5 separate regions of the Mus musculus genome follow, and all the other regions are linked to region 5. A link is a contact called in public ChIA-PET, Hi-C, Micro-C and promoter capture Hi-C data. All regions are on one chromosome and are shown on one strand. The core of a region is the stretch at or near the end of the contact, and the rest is flanking DNA. Distances in the headings are between cores, read along the strand shown.

Evidence for each region. Promoter capture Hi-C pulls out the DNA fragments that hold promoters and counts their contacts. A called contact is a pair of places that touch in the nucleus more often than the background predicts. ChIA-PET counts read pairs in DNA pulled down with a chosen protein or histone mark.
Region 1: a Hi-C map of double positive thymocytes shows a contact between it and region 5, with 4 times the contacts expected there. The contact joins the enhancer-like site here to the promoter of Prkab1 in region 5. A contact is called at or near these places in 1 of 15 datasets of contacts at CTCF or cohesin (large pre-B cells), 2 of 484 Hi-C or Micro-C datasets (Th1 cells and double positive thymocytes), 9 of 115 datasets of contacts at active chromatin or transcription factors (embryonic stem cells, large pre-B cells, pro-B cells and 2 more) and 1 of 9 other capture datasets (embryonic stem cells).
Region 2: an RNA polymerase II ChIA-PET map of memory CD8 T cells shows a contact between it and region 5, with 9 read pairs. The contact joins the enhancer-like site here to the promoter of Prkab1 in region 5. A contact is called at or near these places in 2 of 39 promoter capture datasets (hippocampal neurons and stem cell-derived epiblast-like cells), 1 of 484 Hi-C or Micro-C datasets (cortical neurons) and 5 of 115 datasets of contacts at active chromatin or transcription factors (the SCID.adh cell line, embryonic stem cells, kidney and 1 more).
Region 3: a contact with region 5 is called in a promoter capture Hi-C map of hippocampal neurons, with 2.3 times the contacts expected there. The contact joins the enhancer-like site here to the promoter of Prkab1 in region 5. A contact is called at or near these places in 4 of 39 promoter capture datasets (embryonic stem cells, hippocampal neurons and stem cell-derived epiblast-like cells), 1 of 15 datasets of contacts at CTCF or cohesin (embryonic stem cells), 1 of 484 Hi-C or Micro-C datasets (microglia), 5 of 115 datasets of contacts at active chromatin or transcription factors (bone marrow-derived macrophages, embryonic stem cells, forebrain and 1 more) and 1 of 9 other capture datasets (embryonic stem cells).
Region 4: a Micro-C map of embryonic stem cells shows a contact between it and region 5, with 2.9 times the contacts expected there. The contact joins the promoter of Bicdl1 here to the promoter of Prkab1 in region 5. A contact is called at or near these places in 2 of 39 promoter capture datasets (hippocampal neurons and neural stem cells), 10 of 484 Hi-C or Micro-C datasets (CD4 T cells, the G1E-ER4 cell line, the N1E-115 cell line and 5 more), 8 of 115 datasets of contacts at active chromatin or transcription factors (effector CD8 T cells, embryonic forebrain, embryonic stem cells and 4 more) and 1 of 9 other capture datasets (adipose tissue).

What each region holds. Positions count from the first base shown.
Region 1 is chr5:116,378,890-116,382,894 of GRCm38.p6, forward strand. No RefSeq gene overlaps it. Among named protein-coding and RNA genes, the nearest start is that of Gm36841, 26 kb to the right of the region's middle. Within about 2 kb of position 2,467, at least 54 of the 459 cell types and tissues checked have an H3K27ac peak or open chromatin away from gene starts, as enhancers often do. A contact at or near this core is called in Th1 cells, double positive thymocytes, embryonic stem cells and 1 more, where this site is marked.
Region 2 is chr5:115,753,759-115,757,766 of GRCm38.p6, forward strand. No RefSeq gene overlaps it. Among named protein-coding and RNA genes, the nearest start is that of Bicdl1, 24 kb to the left of the region's middle. Within about 2 kb of position 1,968, at least 32 of the 459 cell types and tissues checked have an H3K27ac peak or open chromatin away from gene starts, as enhancers often do. A contact at or near this core is called in the SCID.adh cell line and memory CD8 T cells, where this site is marked.
Region 3 is chr5:116,497,572-116,501,332 of GRCm38.p6, forward strand. All of the region lies in intron 1 of Srrm4 (serine/arginine repetitive matrix 4), which reads right to left. Among named protein-coding and RNA genes, the nearest start is that of Srrm4os, 61 kb to the left of the region's middle. Within about 2 kb of position 1,505, at least 20 of the 459 cell types and tissues checked have an H3K27ac peak or open chromatin away from gene starts, as enhancers often do. A contact at or near this core is called in forebrain and hippocampal neurons, where this site is marked.
Region 4 is chr5:115,729,049-115,732,992 of GRCm38.p6, forward strand. Bicdl1 (BICD family like cargo adaptor 1) reads right to left here and starts at 2,573. Exons shown (of 9, transcript NM_001080808.2): 1 at 2,074-2,573. The coding sequence starts at 2,511.
Region 5 is chr5:116,021,718-116,025,828 of GRCm38.p6, forward strand. Prkab1 (protein kinase, AMP-activated, beta 1 non-catalytic subunit) reads right to left here and starts at 2,711. Exons shown (of 7, transcript NM_031869.2): 1 at 2,374-2,711. The coding sequence starts at 2,532.

The DNA of each region.
Region 1 (4,005 bases), core at 1,217-3,716, 360 kb after region 5:
CCAGGGGCTTTGCAGATAGGCTAGGCTGGTGGTCTAATCTCTGCCTCTGCCAATGCTTGGATCACAAGCATGGACCTCTCTGCCTGGCTTTTTATGGAGATCAGCTTGGGTCCTCATGTTACGTGGGTAAGCACTGTACCAATGGAGTCACCGCCTCTAAAGGAGTTTCTTGTTATACTATACACCAAGCCTGAGGCAGTAGAGATGAGGGAAACTGCCAAATCCTTTAGGCCAGACGGAAAGACTCTCAAGTAAAGGATGTTGAGACTGACTGAGGTACTGCGTGCAGCTGCTAAGGGGGTGTGCCGCCACTTAATTAGAAGAGGTTTTACTTTTTTCCCCCTTCTTAATTTCACCTCAAATAGTGGTGTACCTTAAAATCAATTGTTTTACATGTGATGAAATGCCATTGAATTCAAGCTAATTAAACAGGCTCTACAATTCCAACTTAATGATCAGTTAACTCTCCTGGTGATAATGATAATGAGCTGTATTTATTTGAATTTCTGTGTTGTACCTGTCTCCCTAAAGATGTCTCCTGAAAGGAGAAAACAGAAGGGGGGAAACAAAACCCTCCCCACTGAGAGCAAAGTATATGTGTATAGGCTGTATGAATGATCAGTAATGCTAACAAAACTGTGAGCACGCATTAACTCAAGAATGCTACTTCTAGGAAAGGAAGTATGGACGAGCATAAACGTTGAGCTCCCAGAACATTCATTTCAGTCTGCTTCATTTATAAGAAGGCAAAGGCGAGAAGCAGCCTAACCATGTAACGTGGGGGGCGGGGGTGGGTGTGGCTGCTCCTACATCAATGATGAAGTGCCCATCTGACAGAATCCAGTAGCAGGCAGACCTTTAAAGGGGAATCCTGAATCTGGGGAGGGGAAAGATGCTCGTGGTACACGATGCACTAGAGGAAGGATGCAAACTTACTTACTGTCATTTTGGCCAGCCAATCATCATGAGGGCAATGCCAGCGGGGCAGCCATAAACAGAATCATAGTTTGCTCTGTTCTCTGAATGGGGGCAGGGGCGTTGGTGTTTATTTTCCTCTAATGTTCTCATTTTGCTGCACTAAAATGTTTTATGGAGTTACAAAAAAAATATGATTAAGGAAAGGAAAGGAAATGGATGCTGTCCCTGCCCACAGACAAATGAGAGAAAGCTGTCGGTTTAGGCTAGTCTGGGGTATTTCTTTGGATGGCCACAGGCTCCTGCTCCAGTAATGACTTCGCTGGAAGAAAAAAAAAATCTAATCATTCTACTAATAAAAGCATTGTGGTGGGAAATAGTTTTAGTTCAATAATCCGAGAAGACAGTAGTGGATGCTCTGGTCTGTTTTCATTTGTGAGGGGAGTAAAGGAAAAGATCTACCAAGTCAGTAAATATTTGCTGCTTGGCTGGATATTTTCGCCTTTTTGTCTCTCTGTCTCTTCGCTCTCGCCGTGAACAGCTTCTCCGTCAGTAGGGTGTGTGTGGTGTAGAATCCAGATGAGGGAAGAGAAAAACTGGAAAAGAATCTGCTAGAGACTGAATGCTCCCGTTCCTCAAAGAACACCCATGCCTTGGGGCTGGAGAGGTGGCTTGGTGGTGATCAGCAGCTGCTGCTCTTTCAGAAGACCTGCGCTCATGTCAGGTGGCTTCTAAAAAAACGCAAGCTCCAGGAGATCCGATGCTGTCTTCTGGCTGTCACAGGAAACCACACACTCGTACTTTGTAAAGATCTGTACCTCATGCTCTCAGCCCCAGTGTGGCTGTGTTTGAAGGTTAGAACAGTTGGAATTGGGCCGTGTCTTACTCAGACTTGGGTGATGGTGTTTCTTGAACTGCCGTTGCTGGTTTGGGGGCTCTAGAAATTTGGGGTGATGGGGCATAGCTGGCAAAAGTGGTTCACTGGAGTGGCCTCTGGAGGAGATACATCCTTCTTTTGGTATTGCCAAAGAGCGAGAATTCACCAGCATACACTTCCTTTGTCTGGAATCCCGGTGACCGGGTGGGTGGTGATTTCCCCCTGGATGGGACCGAAGGTGTTCAACCACACCTCCTGGGCCCCTGGCTCCGGTCACAGTTAAAGGCTCCCACAGCTCCCCACAGTAGAGCTGTGTGGCTCTCAGTCACGTAGGAGCAGCACCAAGTCTTCCCACTTGCAAATAAGGTTTCCCCAAGCCAATGAGAGGTATCTGCTGTCGAACTCTGAATCACTCCCAAAACTGTATATAAATCCTATCCAGGGAATTGAAAGTGCGAGAAAACTACTCTGTCATCCGAGCCTTCTGTTTTAAGAACTGTAACACTTGGGAAGAGGTCTGCTCTCCTGAAACGCCATCTGAAGCTCCGCCGCACTCCTCACTGGCTAGTCAGCCTCTCGTTGGTCCAGCCCGACATGACTCAGTGCAGGGCAGCGCAGAGTAACTGAGTAGCCCGGAAGGCAGGAAGGCACGGCAGAGACAGGAGCCAACTGCAGCAGCAGAAGTGGTGGACGCGACTTCCCCTTCCTGCCCGCACACCCACACTCGCTTCCCTTCGCTGGAACCTAGCCCCAGGCTGGGCCAGAGATCTCTGTGGAAAGTCTCTGGTACAGAGGCTCACAAACAGGCATCCTAGCTGCCATGATGACCATGTGTCTCAAAGAACTGTTCTGAAACCACAAGACAAAACAGCCCTCTCTTGTTTCTTTCAGGTGTTTGGTCACAACAACGTGACCGTAACTACCATCGAGGGAGTCACGGAGCCTAAGTGAGTCATGGAGGTGGGGCCCTGGTTCCATGGTTGATGGCGTCACAAGGGTGGAAGCAGAGAATCCCTCTCATCTCCCCACACTGTCTGAGGACAGCATGTAGGTGACTGTCTTCAGCTGCAGAGAACAGTTCAGAAAACCCAAACTGGCCAGTACCTGGATCTCGATCTTCCAACTTGAGACTGTGAGAAAATAAACGGCTGTGTTTAAGCCACAGGGTCAGGCTTCCTCTGTGGTGAGGGGCTCTCTGCTTCCTGCCTTCTGGATGACAGTGAGAAGCCTCTTGCATGAGTCATCGGATGGGAAGGGAACCAGCTGGAGTCCTTCCAATCTTAGGTCTACCACTGCTTGACTATCTGACCATGGGCTATCTCCTTCACTACCACGAGTCCCGACATCCTCACCTGCCCAGTTGAAATACTGATTGCCTACTTACCATCTTGGGTATAAGAGCTAACTGAGGTAATATTATCTGCCATGACCTAACTATATCGACTTCCACTGAAAAAACCATCAATAGACGAATGGATGAAAAACCAAATGGTCTATGTGCTTAAGGATTGGGGAGATTAATAATGTAAAGATGTGGCTATATTACTGAAAGTGACATGCAGTTAATACAATCCCTATAAAAATTATAACATCATTCTTTACAGAAGCAGAAAATATCTTAAACTTTGGAAACACAACACCTTGGATAGTTCAGTCATAGGCAAGAACGAAACAAAATAAGCAACCAGAGGTACCACTGTACCTAATTTGAAATTATATTATATGGCCACAGGGTAGAAAAGAAACAGCATTGTGCTAGCACAAAACTAGAATCAGAGGTCAGTTAATAAGACAGAAAGTCCAGATATAAACCTGCACAGCTTCGGCTTCCCGACTTTTGAGAAAGATTCTTGTCAAATATTTTCCCAAAAACACACATTGGAGAAAGGAGATTGTTCTATACTGCCACGGACCGGGCCTAGTCAGCTTCCCTCAATCCATGGGAATCAGGGGTTTGGACAGATGGGCATAGAGTCAGCGAGAATTGACAGACGCAGGCACGAGAGTGTGCTGGATCTGAATGTAATTTGTCAAATGGAGCATCAGACCTTTTATAGAGAAGAAAATAGGGAAGTTAAGGTGACACGCCCGCAAGGTACAAAGAGGTTTTACCAGATCCTTACATAAAACAGAGGAATGCAAACATGAAGGACTGGCAGGAACCAGCTGGGATAAAATTCAATGTTAACATCTGGGATCAAAAGCAGCCCCAC
Region 2 (4,008 bases), core at 718-3,217, 270 kb before region 5:
CCAAAATGGGGGAGTGGGTGGGTAGGGGATTGGGGGTGGGTGGGTATGGGGGACTTTTGGAATAGCATTGGAAATGTAAACGAGGAAAATACCTAATAAAAAAAAGAGAGAGAGAAAAAAGAAGTTCACAGAGACAGAAGAGGCATGCTGGGTTTTGCTTGCTTGGTATTTTTATTTATTTATTTATTTTGCTAGTTTCTCTATCTGTTCAAATGAACACTGTCAAATCATTAAAGATGTAGAGTCACAGTAGGAAATGACCCCTGGAGCTGCTGTCACAAGGATGGATGCAATTTTAGTATCCCAAGAATTGAAATGTAGCAGGGTGTGGCCAAACACACCTGCAAGCTAAATCCGAGGGAGGCAGAAACGGGAGGACAGCTGTGTGTTTGTTTATAGAGAGAGTTCCAAACCAGCCAGGGATACATGGTAATGCCCTGTCTTAAAACAAAACAACAGCAAAAAAAAAAAAAAAAAAAAAAAAAACCTGAACTATAATGACACAGTCTTGAGGATGGTTAATCAGCTTCATCATACTGAACTGGGGCTGGTGGGGGGTGGTGCTGAAAACATTTCCTCTAAAGTCAGGGACAAAATGAGAGTGTTCACTTTCTCTACTCTCAGTATAGTGATTTAATTCCTGGCCAAAGCAATAAGACAAGAGAATTAAATAAAAGAGATATCCAGGTGGTGGTAGTGCTTGCCTTTAATCCCAGCACTCAGGAGGCAGTAGCAAGCACTTCTCTGAGTTTGAGGCTAGCCTGAGCTATGGAGAGAGTTCCGGCACAGCCTGAGCTATGCAGAGAAACCCAGTCTCAGAAAAAAAGAAAGAAGGAAAAAAAGAAAGAAAGAAAGAAAGAAAGAAAGAAAGAAAGAAAGGAAGGAAGGAAGGAAGGAAGGTGGAGGGAGGCAGACAGACAGACAACTGGGCCTCATGACTCCGGTCTGTAGGTTCAGCTACTTGGAAGGCTGAGGCAACAGGATCACAAGTTCAAGGCCAGAGTGGATTAGCCATTGCAGCCACTGGGGGGAAAAAAGGGGTATTCTTACTATAGCCTTCTATGATCCAATATGGAAGTTCTGTGCAAGCCTCCTCCATTTTCCCGCAGAGCCAACCCATCCGAAAACAAGCTGATGTTCGGGTGCCATATTACATTACACGCATCTGAAGACCTAGGGTGTCTGGCAAGGCCTGCACTCCTCAGGAAGTGGGGTTACGTCTTCCGGACTCCTCAGGAAGTGGGGTTACATCTTCCAGACGTGACTAAAGACAAGCACCTGAATGCTCAACACTTGGAGCATCAAAGGCAGAATTTCTCTGCTCTGCTTCCTGCATGGGTGATGAATACGGCAGATAAGACAATTTTAAAATGTACAGGTGAGAATCAACTCTAGTATTACAGTGTGCACTCTTGTGCTCTCTCTCTGTCTCTCTCTGTCGTGGGTTGGCCTGGTGCTGCTTGTATTCTAAGGCTAATAATACAGAGACCCAGGTGACCATGCCCCTAGGTTATTCTGACTGGTGAAGAAGATGCCAACAGACGATAGCTGAGATATAGGTTGGGTTTAGGGTTCTGGGGCTTGTGGGTCAGAGGAGAACCATAAAGGGGAAAAGAAGGTGGAAGAAGGAGAAGCCACCATGGGTTGGGAGTCAAGAAAACATGGCCCTGAGGGCTGGCCAACTGGAGTTAAGAGCAGCCCAGATAAAGCATAGTAAGTAATAACTCTGGTTTACTGGGGAAATAAGACTTTAATTGCATAGAGGGGAGGTATCTCTTCAGCTCTAGTGCTGATTAAAGCTTATTGTAAATATAAAGGTTATGTGTGTCTTTTATCTGGCAACCAAATATGGTCAAAGGCAGGTAAAAAACCCCAAACAGGGATTAAAATTTTCTACAACACCCTCTGAAGAAAGCAGACGTGTTAAAGAGTTCCAGATGGGGAACGGAAACATATGGTTTCCCGTGTGTTTCTCAAATGAATAAGCTGGGGCTTGATGTCAGCTGTCACAGTGTGCAGACCCTCTGCTGCCTCCCCCCCCCCAGCCCCGGTCTTGCCCCCCCCCCCCGCCCCCCCCACCCCCACCCCCGGCCCTCAGGTTGCTGTCAGTCACTGTGAGTAGATCGCTTGCTCTTTTCCACCTGAAATTAAATGACAGGGGGAGGGGGGCGGAGATGAGTTACAGGTTAACCTGAGCAATTAAGGGAAAGCCTGTCTTTAAAAAAAAGTAAAATGAAGCCGGGCGGTGGTGGCATCCCATCACTCGGGAGGCAGAGGCAGGCGGATCTCTGAGTTCGAGGCCAGCCTAGTCTACAGAGAGAGTTCCAGGACAGCTAGGGCTACACAGAGAAACCCTGTCTCAAAGTAAAATAGGCTGTGGCTGCTGTGGATGTTGTTGGGGTCCAGGAGTCACCCTACAAACCACACAAACACGGTCTTAGACAGGGATGGTTTCTTGAAAGTGCACCCTAATACTGATGATCGATTAGGGTTGTAACTCAGAATCTGGGGGCCGAGGCTACGGGCCCCAAACATTTCTCAGGGCCAGCTTATAAAGAAGAACAAAAAAACCTATAGTGATCTCATGTGCAGGTGCAGGAAGTGCTGCCCTGACCCGAGCTATTTCTAGCTAGACAAACAGTTCTAATGGACCTTTATTCTGATTGGTCCTACGTGGAGCTTACATTTGAATTTCTTAAGATTAATGAACCTCATAACATACAGAACACAACAGGTTATGTGGTCAGCATGACCCTGCTCTGAGTCAAGTTATTTTTCTGGGTCAATGACTGACGGTCACATTACAGCAACAATATGAAATAGCTGGCAGGCTTGGAACAAAATGGCTACAGCTATGCTGGGGTGGGGCAGACAGACCTCATAGTTGTAACTCAGTGGTAGAGCAGTTGCCTAGTGTGGATGAGGTCCTAGGTTCCATTCCCAATACCACAAAAATAAACAAGCAATTGACAAGGGCTTAGAAGATGCGGGAGAAAAAGATACCTCATATACGGGCCATTCCAACCACTGTGGGAATTATCATGGGGACCCCTCAAAAGATGTAGCACCGTAAGATTCAGCTATAGCACTCCTGGCTTAGGGTCAGCACACCAGAGAGATGGCCACACCCATCCACAGACCTTTTCACAGCAGCCAAGTTATAGAATCATCTCAATTGGCCATTGACAGGCAAGTAAAGAAAAAGCGCGCGCGCGCACACACACACACACACACACACACACACACACACACACACACACTACTTAAGAACCACGAAGCACCATTGATAACAGGCAGAAGTGACAAACTTCATAGCCAGACTCAGATCCAGATGGCATTCCCTCAAATCTAGATAAGAAGGGGAGGGGAGGGGAGAGAAAAGAGGGAGAGAGGAGTGGAGAGAAGGTAAGAGAGGGAGGGGAGGGAGAGGAAAGGGGAAAGAGAGAGAAGGGGAAAGGGGAAGGGAGAGGGAGAGATGGGGGAGGGATAAGGAAGGAAAAAAGGAGAGGTAGGAGAGAGTGAGGAAGAGAGAGAGCTTGCAAGGAAGAGCAAGCAAGGGAGACTACAAGCATACACAAGTTCCTATGTTGGATCTTCAGCACTAGAGAAAAATATGAAAGTAGAAGCCCGATTATTAGGAGAGAAGAGGGAAAGGGGAGGAACAAGATCGAGGAAGAGAGTGAATCCATTCTTTTCCTGTTACTGCGAGAAAACAGCATGACCAAGGCAACTTGCAAAGGAAAACACTTATGATAGGCTCAGGAGAGTTAGAGGGAGGGTTAGAGTCCATGAAGGCAGCACAAAGGCATGACAGCAGGAGCAGGGAGCAGAGGGCTCACATCTTGAATTGTAAGAGGAAAGAGAGAGCAAATGGGAGTTTTGTGAGGCTTGGAAACCCCAAAGCCCGCCTCAAGTGATGAACTCCCTCCAGGAGACAACCGCTTCTAGACCTCCCCAAACAGCGCCACTAAGTGGGATCCGCGTGTTAAAACACCAGAGTCTATGGGA
Region 3 (3,761 bases), core at 255-2,754, 470 kb after region 5:
AGGGGCGTGGCCTGGAGCCATACTGCTGTGTTCAAAACCCAGTCTAATACTCTTGAGTAATTGACTGGCTTCAACTCTCTAGGCTTCACCTATCAGCTGGGATTGATAGTACTGGCTGTCTTCTAGGGCTATGGGCAAGAGTGAGCAAATATATGCAAAGCTCTGGCCCAAGACAGGGCGATACCTTGTGGTACCCTAGGCAGCTGCACCTTCAGCTCAGCTCTATGCAGTCTGGATTACAGGATCATCATCATCTGACGCAATATCTCTGGTCATCTTAGCTATCGGGCTTTATATTTAGCCTTAGAGGTAAGGTCGAAGGGGCAGCTCGTCTGTGACAAGATGCTCTATTGGGAAGTGAGAGAGACAGGGACAACATCCAGTTACCACCACAGAGACAACCAAGGCTAACTCTCCAGGGCAACACCACGAGCCAGTGTAGCCCACACTCACTAAGTCTCTCCACCCATGCATGAAGAAGTTGGGCATGCATCCATCAGCTCACGTTAGCTGTGAGTGGATGGGTACTCCAAAGGGACATTAATCCCGCCATTTTGCAGCCAGGCAGCCAACTCTCACTGGTCAGAGGAAATGCTCAGGGGAAACCAGTGGTCTTCTCTACTGGAAACCAGGCTGGCACATTCAGAAATGTGTGTGGAGGAGATGTATAAAAAGTGACAGCACCAGATACTAAGGATCTATCTGAATGTAGAATAGAGTTAGGGAGAGAGCTGTGGTGTGTGCCTGTGCCTTCAGAAAATATAACTGTGGGCAAACAGCTGGCTTGCCTGGAGCTTTCGCCAGTGGACCTAAAGTCTGGATGCAAACTTCACCTGGCTTTTTAAATCTTCTTCATCTGTGTTCCAGTCTCCTCCCAGTGTTGGGCTCTATCCTTATAAACATTCTTGCGCTAGAAAGATCAACCAAGAGGCTAAGACCCTCCAGGTCCATGTTAGTCAGATACCAAATGTCTGATGCAATGACCATATGAAGGGGTGTGTCTGCTGTATACAGGGTCGGAGCTTCAATCCATGATCCATTGGCTCCCTTGCTTTGGAAGAGAGTATACCAGAGCAAAGCTGCCCATCTCGTGGCCAGGATGGCAAAGTGAGAGATGGAGGCAAAAACTGATGCACCCGCCCCCCTTCTCCAAGACCCTGTGCCCCAATGACCTTAAAGGGTCTCCGTGAAGCTCCGCCTTTAAAGACTCTACCGCCTCTCAGAGCTCCAAGTTTGAAGCTCAGTCCTGTCATGTACGAGCCTTTGGGGAGACATCAGATTTAGATGAAGGCTAGACCTTTCTTCTTGTAAGGCCCAGAGAAGGGATGGCACTGGCTCCCGGTCACACAGAACACGGTCCCCGGATGCCTTGGGCTTCAGCCTACTCTGCTCAGCGCTCCCTTGGCAGTTCCACTCATTCCTCCAGTTTCTTCCTCTGGCCGGAGGATGGAGAAGTCCCTCTTGATGCCAGACGCAAGACTGGCAATTAGTTAAGCCTTCAACCTTCCACGGCTCCAGGCTGAATCACCAAGCCAAGCTGCCTTGGCTCTGTGTTTAGAACGCATCCTTCTGTGCTGGAATGGTTTCAGGGAAAAACCGGATTTTGTCTTTTGTTGCCATTTAAAAGAGGGAGAATAAAAAAAAAATCACAAAGCACGTGCTCCCTCTCAGCAGAGAGTAGCCCATTTAAGAAAAAACATCAATCAGATGTGTCCAGCCAAAGCCCCTACAGGAGGAACGCATTTCTCCAGATTACACAAACGGAAAGGAGAAGGCTGAGGCTGGGGAAGAGGCCAGGAGGCTGGGATGACAACGGAATTATCCACTATGGAGGGCTCACGGGCAGTGGAAGAGGCAGAGACAGAGGGCGCGTGGGACACAGTGTTCTTTCCCTTGGTAAAGGAGCTCAGCTCGTGCCCCCTGGAGCTACAGATCCTCATTGCCAGTTGTCCCATGCCATCATGAGGCTGATCCTGAGACTCACACATGGCCAGATCCGGGAATGCTGCAGTTCTCCTGAGAAGGAGTGGCTCAGACAGAGTGACTCGGTAGTCTGTGACATGGTGGTCCACTGTAGTCGATTGTAAGCGCCATCGTGGGGTTGCTATTTGTGAGTATTAATCTGAAGCTAGAAGGGTTTCTAATATAAATAATCAGAGAGATAAACATTATCCTCTCCTTTGATGGCGGCTCCCTTCGGTAAGCTTAGATACAGTCACCCTTCATATTCTCTGTCAAACCTCACAGGCAATTTCAATGATTTCTCCAGAATATATCCAGAGACCAATTGCTCTCCCAATTCTACACAGATTCTGGTCTGGTCTTCAGGCTTGGTCCCAGCCGGTCCCAGCCCCCACCCCCTCTCACTCATCGCCAAAGCCTCCTAAGACACGCCTCCTTCCAGGTCTCCCTGCTTCGCACTACAGCAATCAGTTCTGGCCAAGTAGCCAAAGGAACCCCACTAAATATTGGGGCAGATCCTGACATTTCCCCTTAACAGACATCCATGAGGATTTCCCTAAGCACAGTCAACCACAGTGCCCACAGTCTGGCCCGTTGCTGCTTGGACTGAACTGGACCTCCTGTTTCTTTGCTCTGTCCCCTCTCTCTTGGTCTCTTTGCTGTTTCCCGTATGTGAATAGAGACACTATATTCTTGTGTCAGGGCCTTTGCACGTGCTGTTCCTGATGCCGGAGCTACCCCAGCGGTTGTCTGACTTCACCCCTCCAGTTCCGTAGACCCCCTGTTCTGAGTCACCCTTCATCCTGACAGTGTTAGGTAAACTCTGCAATCATGCTTGAGGTGCAGTTTCCTCCTGCCCATCCCCTCGCTACCCACCCCCAACACCCCCAGGCAGTTTTTCCTAACTCGCTGTCCAGACACCGGCATATTTGTGGTCCCTGTTGACCCTCTCCGTGCCCTTCGATGAATCTAAGTTTCTTAAGGGCCTGAATGTTGCCTGTTTGGTTCACAGACGTTTCCTGGCCCCTTGTTATGCCTTCAGACTCTCAAAAGAAAGGTCGCCTAGAGTCACACCGAGGAGTGGGTCCGCAGCAGCACAAGCCCTTCTAATTGCTGTGTGGCTCCGAAGAAGTTGCCTGCCCTCTCTGAGATGCTGGAGGAACAAGGCAGACAGCCATTGCACCCAGGGTGATTTGGGCTCAGGTCCTTGACTGAGAGAATTCATTTAAAAAGCCCGTCTTTTCTTAATATGGAAAGAAGAAGCCACAGGCTAGGAGGGAAGAGGTGCTTATATAAAAACTTCAGAACTAAGATGAGACTTACGGCCTGGCTGTCAGCTCCGTCCCCCCCCAATGATAACAGCTACTCACACCTGGAGAAGGAAACGAATAACTGTGTAGACTGAGGTGTGGGGTTGTTAGTAGCTGAGACCTTTAGTGCTTTGGATTCCAGGGTTGTTGTAAACATGCCTCATTCAGTCCTGAGGAGGATGCAGCAAGGTCGTATTTTCTCAGTTATTTCAGAAGCACAGAGTGACTATGTAATTTACCCAAGGTAACACAGCAGAACCAAGTTTTGAAGATCTAAAACCAGCAGTTTTTTCCTTCCCCTAAACACAAGCATTCTGCTTCCTGGTATCCAGACACTCTCTGCCCCAGCTAACAAAGTTTAGGTTTGGGATGGAGCACCATGTTTCATAGGAGCCCCCCTCCCCATCTCTAAGTCTTAGAGCTCCCACATCAGAGTCAGAGAGGCGGGGCTCTGGGTAGCTGAATTTGGCTTGATTAAACCAAGGAGAA
Region 4 (3,944 bases), core at 1,323-3,822, 290 kb before region 5:
ACACACATATACACACACACATATATGTACATACATATACATACATCTATCTATATTTATGTATATATACGTATATATATGAAGCAGGGTAAATATATGTAAGCTTTTGTTTTTAAGTTTTGATAGAGTACACATGACATATAATCTACAACCTTGACCACTTTTGCCATGTCCAGATCAGCAGTGTTAGGTATGACACTGGGCAACAACGCCCCCTCGCCGCCCGACCCCCACCCCCGAGTTTTAAAAGTTTAACACTGGCATTTAACACAAGCAGACCGGCACAAGAGTGTAGGTCTTCAATGATAGTATCTTCAGTGATAGTTTAAGCAGGTTAAGCTATTTTAGGCTTACCCATGGAGTCAATTACAAAATGTCAGAGGTCGTTATTTATCCCTTTACAGGAGAACCTTTTTGTTGCTGTGGAATTTTGAAATCCTGCCCTTACTGAGAACGCCACATGGAAACCAGGATCTGTGTAACTGTGCACCATGAAATCTGTCATTCATCAGACTGATAGGATGCTCTTTTCAAGCTCACAGTTTCTTCACTCAAGTCCCTCTCTGAAGGAATTTCCAATCTCCAGCGCACATCTCCGGGGTAGTCACTACTTTACAGTGTCATGTAACCGAATTGATTTGGAAAGAAAGGGACACCCTTGTATTTCCAGACCTCTACTTCAAGTGGAGACTAAACAAGTCAATTCATTAAGGTAGCTCTGTTGTACTCTGGCTGTCCGGGCCCAGGTTTCACAGACAACTTTTCAAGCCATGTATCAGGAGTCCATCGACCGGCAGGCCTCGATAACGGGCCCGGCTGAAACACAGGCCGCTCACTGGTTTCCTTTCTTCTGATTTAACTTTCGATAGGTGACTAGACTCTAGACGCACATCAATCCCACGGCAGAAGTGTTTGTCCACTCACATTCTGACCAAACAGAAGCAGTGGAGGAGAACCTGACAGAGGGCTAGTTTCGGGCCTGGTCACATCTGTACTATGATGTTCTCGTAATGAGAACGAGGAGAACTAGTCCAAGAAAAATGGGTAACAGTGCTGAACGCAGAGGGCCAGAAAAGCCTGGCTGTTTCCACAGCTCGAGCCTGCTCTCCTTTTTATTTTGAAAACCTACCACTTTGGAATGGCTATCTTTTTCTAGGTACCCTCAGTTACCATTCAAGACTCTTTCTGCTTAAGAGCAAAATCCCAATAAACACAGTTGTAGACGATGTTGTTGCATGGAATTAACAGAAATATTACTCATTTGAAAACGTACTTAGGATTATTTATTAACTGGGGTGTGTGTGTAGGCCGGAGGACACGTTGCTAGTGACATCCCACATGGGTTCTGAGGAACCAATTGGGGCAAGTGACCTTACCCACTGAACCATTTTGCCAGGAAACGACCCTCCCACAGGGGTGGGTGAGGGGAAATGTTTTTAGTAGTGGTTAAAAGTAACATACATGCTAAGACCCAGGACACAGGAAAGTACTACTGAGACACACATAGCTACTGAAGCCCAAACTAATCACATGATGAGCCCTGCCTTCTCTGATTTCTGCAATGGAACCACATCCCCTAATCCCTAAGCATTTGAAAGCTATATAAAGCTCCTTTCGAGGCACTTGTTCCCCACAACTCTCTGCCAGAAAGTTAAGACAAGGGCATCCAGAGGCCTTAATGCCCGGACTGGAAAGCTCTGGGCTAACACCCTGATTAGAGATTAACTGCTTCTCCGAACACCTGAAGCATATTTTAAATGCTTCTCGATGTTCTCATTTCTGTGTGCAGATATCGCCTTGGTGCTGTATAAATTAGTCATACTGTAAGCTCTATTTTAGACTCTGTGTACAATACATATATAGAACGGCCCACAACGGTGAGAGACGTGCACGGACTCACATCCGAGCTGGGTGGGAAAGGCAGGTGGGCTCAACGAACGCGCTGATGCTGGTGAAAACTATCCCTCCTGCCTCCCCGTTCTCGATGATCTTCTTCGAGGTAGACTAGGCACGGAAACGGGGAGGACAGGCAGGCACCCCAGCTCCCCACCCATGCCGCCGGAAGGTCCTCACCTCTAGCTTGTCCGTCAGCTCCTTGTGCATCTGCTCGTACTGCCGGCTCATGTCCTGGTTCCTCTCGAGCAGCGCCTTGCCTAGTCGGGCCGCCAACACCAGATCCTTCTCCTTCTGGCGGATCACCGACAGCAGCTCGGGATCCTGGGTAGGCGGCGGCGGCAGCGGCGGCCCGTGCCCCTCAACCGGAGACTCCGGCTCCGCCTGAGGATGCTCGCCGGGCTCGGACGACCGCTCCCCGGCCGCCAGCAACGCCAGCTCCTCCTCTAAGGCCAGTTCCAGTTCCCCGGGACCTCCGGGGAAGGAGACGAGGGCGGCAGCAGTGGCGGGACTCCGGACTGCGTCCCCGGCCCCAGCGGGCAGCTCCATGCAGCAGGCGCTGTCCGGCTCGGCGGGTGCTGAAGCTCGGCCGGCCAAGCCCAGGCAGAAGGCGGACATGGCCCGCGCGCGCCGAGCCCGCAGCGGTGCGGCCCGGCCGGCGCGCGCCAGGCTGCAAGGCGGGGGGTGGGGATGGGGATGGCGGGGGAGGGGCCCCGCCGCGCCGCCCCGCGCTTCGCCTCGCCTTGCGCCGCGGCACGCGCCCCCCGGGTCCCCGCGAGCCCTGGGCGCGGCGCGCGCGGGCGGGCAGGCGGGCGGCCCCTCCCCCGCGCCGGCGACACGCGCCCCCGCCCCCGGGGGGCTCAGCTGCTGGCGCGCGCCCGGGACGCGGACGACGGGGGTGGGCAAGAGCGGCAGAAGGGGAGATTGAAGAGGGGTGGCGGGGTGCGGAGCGGGAGGAGAAGCCGCGCTAAGGATCGCCGCCGCGGCCGGGGTTCAGCCGCCCTGTTGCTGCCGCTGCTGCTTCTGCTGCCGCCGTCGCCGCCGCCGCCGGCCGGCCGGCGCCTCACGGGGAGGGCTGCGCTCCGCTGTCGCTGCGTCGCTCGTTGCTGCTGCTGCCGTCGGCCGCTCCTTGCAGCCGCGCTCCATGTCCCCCGGCTCGGCGGCAGCAGCGGCGGCGACGGCGGCTGCTGCTGCTGCAGGGGCCGAGGCGGCGGCTCGACATCGTTGGCCGCACAGCCCCGGAGCAGTCCTTCCTTCTTGCCTGCCCGGCCCCGCAGCTCACCCGGCCGAGGAACCCGCCCGGCTCGCCCGCCGGGCTCGCTCCTCCGCCCGCCCGCCCCGCGCTTCCGGCCGCGCCCCTCTTCCCCGCCCCGGGGGCCGGCGCCTGACGCGCGCGGGCACCTGTTCGCCGCCGCGCCCGCGCGGGATTCGCCGACGCTCCGCTCGCCTCGGCCGCGCCCAGGTGGCGCCCGCCTAACCCGGACGTGGCCTCACGCGACGCGGGGACGGATGCGCGCGCCGCCCGTGGGGAAGCTCAGCGCGTCCTGAAAGGCCGGAGCCTCTCCCTCCCGTGTGTGTGTGTGGGGGGGGGGGGTGGGGACGGCCACGCCCCCGGCCTGGAGCCACGCCCTCAGCCTCGTTCCCAGCTCTAGGTGTGGCCACGCCCCCTGCGCGCTCACCTAAGGGTGCGGCTCTACGTCCACCACTTCTCCGACTCCTCCTCAGCTTGGCGCTCGGCCACGCCCCCTGCCTCGTTTTCGCCGGGGCCACGCCCCCCGCGCTCGCACCTCTGGGTGTGGCCTCCTCCTCCTCCAGACTCCCACGCTCTCACCCCTGATGGCGCTCTGCAGCGGCACGCGTCCTCTTCCTCGCCTCCGCGGCCCCAGCCCGCAGCCTCTCTTCGGTTTGGGGAGCTGGCGGGAGCCCCATTTGGATTGGGTCTTGTGGTGGGGTATCCTAGCTGGTCTGTGGTCCGAGGGGGCTGCGGACAATTATGTGAGTCAGGGAGCCAGGCGGAGAGCCATTTGCAGTGCGGGATTTCTATCTGAACC
Region 5 (4,111 bases), core at 1,461-3,960:
AGAGGACAGCAGAGTCTAATCAGGCAGCTCTGCTTGTGTCTGCGGCACATGACTGCGTCTGTTCCCCCACCTGCCAATGGAGATAATAAGGACAACAGCTTCTGTCATATCGTGACGACTGAGACAGTCTGACACATGCAGTGCTTAACCAGCAGCTACTATTACTGCAACCAGACTTCACAAACTCTGGAGGAAGCTGCAAGGCCTACTCGGGAGAAGACAGCCATGAGTCCAGGGTGGGTTCAATATGCTCCACTTCCCTCATTAAGCAAGACTTGAGAGTATGTAAGAATTTACTAGGGATGGTCTCGGAGCTGTTAAAATGGACACAATCAGATGGGAAGGGAAGGGCTGGGGTACAGAGAACTAGATACAAATGGCAAATGGTAATATCCACTGAGGTATATCAGAGGAACTTACTCCAGCTAGAGACAAAGGAACACACCCCACCCTGGGGTGAGACACAGTTAGATAAGCATCATTTCTCTTCTTCAGTCAGAATCGAAGCCAAACACCGGACTTCTAGGGTGGAGAAAGCCCTGAAGGAGCCCTGGAGGCTTCTGTGACTTCCACTCCAGATACTGATCTGCTGTTATCTGAGAGATACCAGCAAGTCCCTGGATCTGAACCGTACAGATTGGATAACTAGCAGGGTTTGCTTGAGAGCTGTGGGGCTCTCACCCTTCCTAACGCTGCGCCCCTTTAATACGGTCCCCTATGTTGTGGTGACCCCCAACCATAAGACGATTTGGTTGCAACTTCGTATCTGTAACTTTGCTACGGTTCCGAATCGTAATAATACAAATATCCGACATGCAGGGTCTGGGGTGCCGACCCCTGTGAAGGGTCTGTTGGCTTCCAAGAGGGTGGCGGCCCACGGGTTGAGAGCCACCGCTTTAGAGGACAAGTAACTGTAGCTCCAGTGCTGAACTGGGGTAACAGGAAGAACCCCTGACTCGATCCATCAGCCACTACAGATGAAAAGAGAAAGGACGTCAGCTAAGTCCTTCCTCCCTGACCCTGAAGAGAACAGCACCACATCGCCCATTTCTTTTTAAAAAGTAAGTTTACTCAGTTCACTGCAAAGAGAGCAGAGGGCACTGCCAATATACACAGGCTACAACACAAATACCTTTTACTTCCTCTTAAATAGCCTTGGGCAAAAATGTCTTCTAGGGGTGGGGACAATCTCAACCGGGAAACACGCTAAAGATCGAGGTACACACCTTTCCCCTAATGCAACAAGCTCAGAAAACAAGCTCCTGCCACAAGACAAGTGTTCTGTGTAGCCCTGGCTGTCCTGGAACTCACTCTGTTGACCAGGTTGGCCTCGAACTCAGACATCTGCCTGCCTCTGCCTCCCAAGTGCTGGGATCAAAGTGCTGTGCCACCACTCCCTGGCAAAAGCAGGCTCTTTTAAAGTCAGACCCAAAATTAAGATCTGGAGAATAGTAATGTGGGTTATGTAGCCCAGTTAGGGGGTGGGGGTGGGGGAGTGAAAGCGGAGTGAGCTGGCCAGGCAATTAGCCTGTTTAAGTAATGGGGATTAGTTGGCAACCCGGCAAGTAACAGAGACCAGGCTGGTGAGCGCCAACGTTCCTGAATGTAGTTTATTCTGAGCAATTAGCTTCTTTCCTCCTAGAATCACCAAATGCCCTTGGACTGGGGCCCTGTAGCCGGAAGCACTGGCCACCTCACTGTGGTTTTAAGAGAATGTGGCTCAGGCAGGAACTTTCAGCTTGGCCTGCAAAAATCTGTTTGCTCTGGTCTGCTTAAAGTCCAAGGCATTATTTCAGTAACGTGGGAGAGAAGTGGGGGTAATTAGCTGCTGGCTGGCGTTCAGAGTGACTCTCGGTCACTGACCTCCTCCAGTGGAATTGCCGGATCTAAAATAAAGTGAGCAGGGTGGACTGAAACTGTCAGAACCAAACACCTCTGGCAGTCAGCTAGTCAACTTCATTTCCAGCTTAACGTATGTGCTCCCGTTTTACCGCCAAAAAGAACACTAGAACTCCCAACCCAACTTTTGCAAAAGCCGGTCGGCCTGAAGTGTCTCCAAGCCGCGCAATCAATTACACCGAAGAGAAAAGTCGACACGGGTGCTCAATTACAGTTTAGCTCGACTCTTAATTAATTAAGGATCTCAAACGCGGTCCCTGAGCTGCTTTCTCCTTAATGATGTTCAACCAAGCCCAGGGTGACTCTCCTCCCATCGGTAATTAGGCACAAGTCCCAGAACGGCAAAGAGGGCTATGACAGAGCCACCTCCCCCGCCCCCCCCCAAGGTGTGACGCTGGGAATGTGGCGGGAACTACAGCAAAGGGGGACCCTCCCCGTGAGTCAAGAGGGCTCCGACGCCCCTCCACTCAGCACCTTGATCTCTTCGGAGTGGAAGATGTCGGCGTCTTCAGGGCTGTCCATGAGGATCTTGGGCCTGTCCCCATCCTTGGCGCCCCCGGAGCTGTCCCTCCGCGGCGTCTTGTGGCCCGCCTGCCGCTCCAGCGCGGCGCGCTCGCTGCTCGTGTTGCCCATGGCTGGGAATCTGCAGGGACACAAGGAAGCCGGAAAGGCCGGGTCGGACCCCCGGGGATCGCGAGTCACGCCCTCTCGGATCGCGCGCTCGCTCGCCCGCCGAGCTCCGCTTTACCTGGCTCGGGCGACCGCGACTGGAACTCCGAACAGAGCCGGAGCGTAACCTGACACTCCTCCCGCAACTCCCCTCCACCCCTTAGCCACTTCCGCTTCCGGCCGGGCCCAGCGAAGGAAGGAAGGAAGGGTGGTCACTGGGGATGGAGCGCTCTCGGAGTTAGGGTGACATCAGTTCCGTTTCCGCCTCTTCCCTGCTGCTCAGCGCGAAGCGGTCGCGGGTGGTTCGGGGCTGCCACCAGATCGAGCTTCGTAGCGGCCAGCGGGAGGCGCGAGCGAGCGAGAATGCCAGAATGCCATGGATGGCGCCGACCACCTCACTCCAAGTTGGTTACTCTCCAGTAACTCGAATTACGAAACGCGAAACCCACGGCGGCTTGGAGCAAGCGCTTGCTCTTGCAGAGTACCCGGGTTCGGGTCCTGGCGCTTCCATGGTGGCTCACAACTGTTTGCAGTTTAAGTTCCAGGGGATCCCGGCGCCCAAGGCGGTGCACACATATACGGGAGGGCAGAGCATTCATACACATAATCGTAAAAACAAAACAAAACAAACAAGAAGAAGAAAAGGGAAAAAAAGAGAAAGCGCCGGGCATTGGTGGCGCACGCCTTTAATCCCAGCACTTGGGAGGCAGAGGCAGAGGATTTCTGAGTTCGAGGCCAGCGTGTTCTACAGAGTGAGTTCCAGGACAGCCAGGGCTATACAGAGAAACCCTGTCTCGAAAAAACCAAAACCAAACAAAAAACAAAACAAAACAAAAGAACCTCACGTTTAAGTCTCTCCCGTAGATGCACTGGCTCTCACAATTGAATGTATTAGGACAACCTAGGGCTCCTTCAAAAGGAAGGCCTCTCCAGAGTGGCCAAATCGTAATTTCTGTCTGTAGACTAAGGATGGAGGATGCTGACCATCTTCCAGGTGTTTGAGAAAACTTAAAGACCTAAGATTTCTGGGAAATTGACGTTCTCAGTTGGGTTCTGTTGTTTGTTTCAAGTTGAGTGCCTATTGATAAGTCTTTTTGCAAGAGCCTTGGGGCTACATTGGCCACATTATGTGTAAAATGTATCAGGGCTTAGTGTTTCAGCAGAGGTACAGACTGCTGTAATAAAACGATCTCAGCTTCACAGTCAGCCTTTAAAGAAACAACAACAACATTGTCTTGTGGGGTTTGTTTGTTTGCTTTGCATTGGATTTTCTAGGTCATGTCTTACATTTACCCATACATATGTTTTGGTTTTTTTGTTATTCTGTTTTTGTGTGTGTTTTTTGAGACATGGTTTCTGTGTGTAACAGCTCTGGCTGTCCTGGAACTTACTTTGTAGACCAAGCTAGCCTTGAATTCATAGAGATCCACCTTCCTCTTCCTCCCACTCAAGTGTTGGGATTAATGGTGTGTACCACCCTGCCCAGTGAACATCTATATTTTAAATTATCTGCAATGTGACACATTTTTGTTAAGGGAACCAG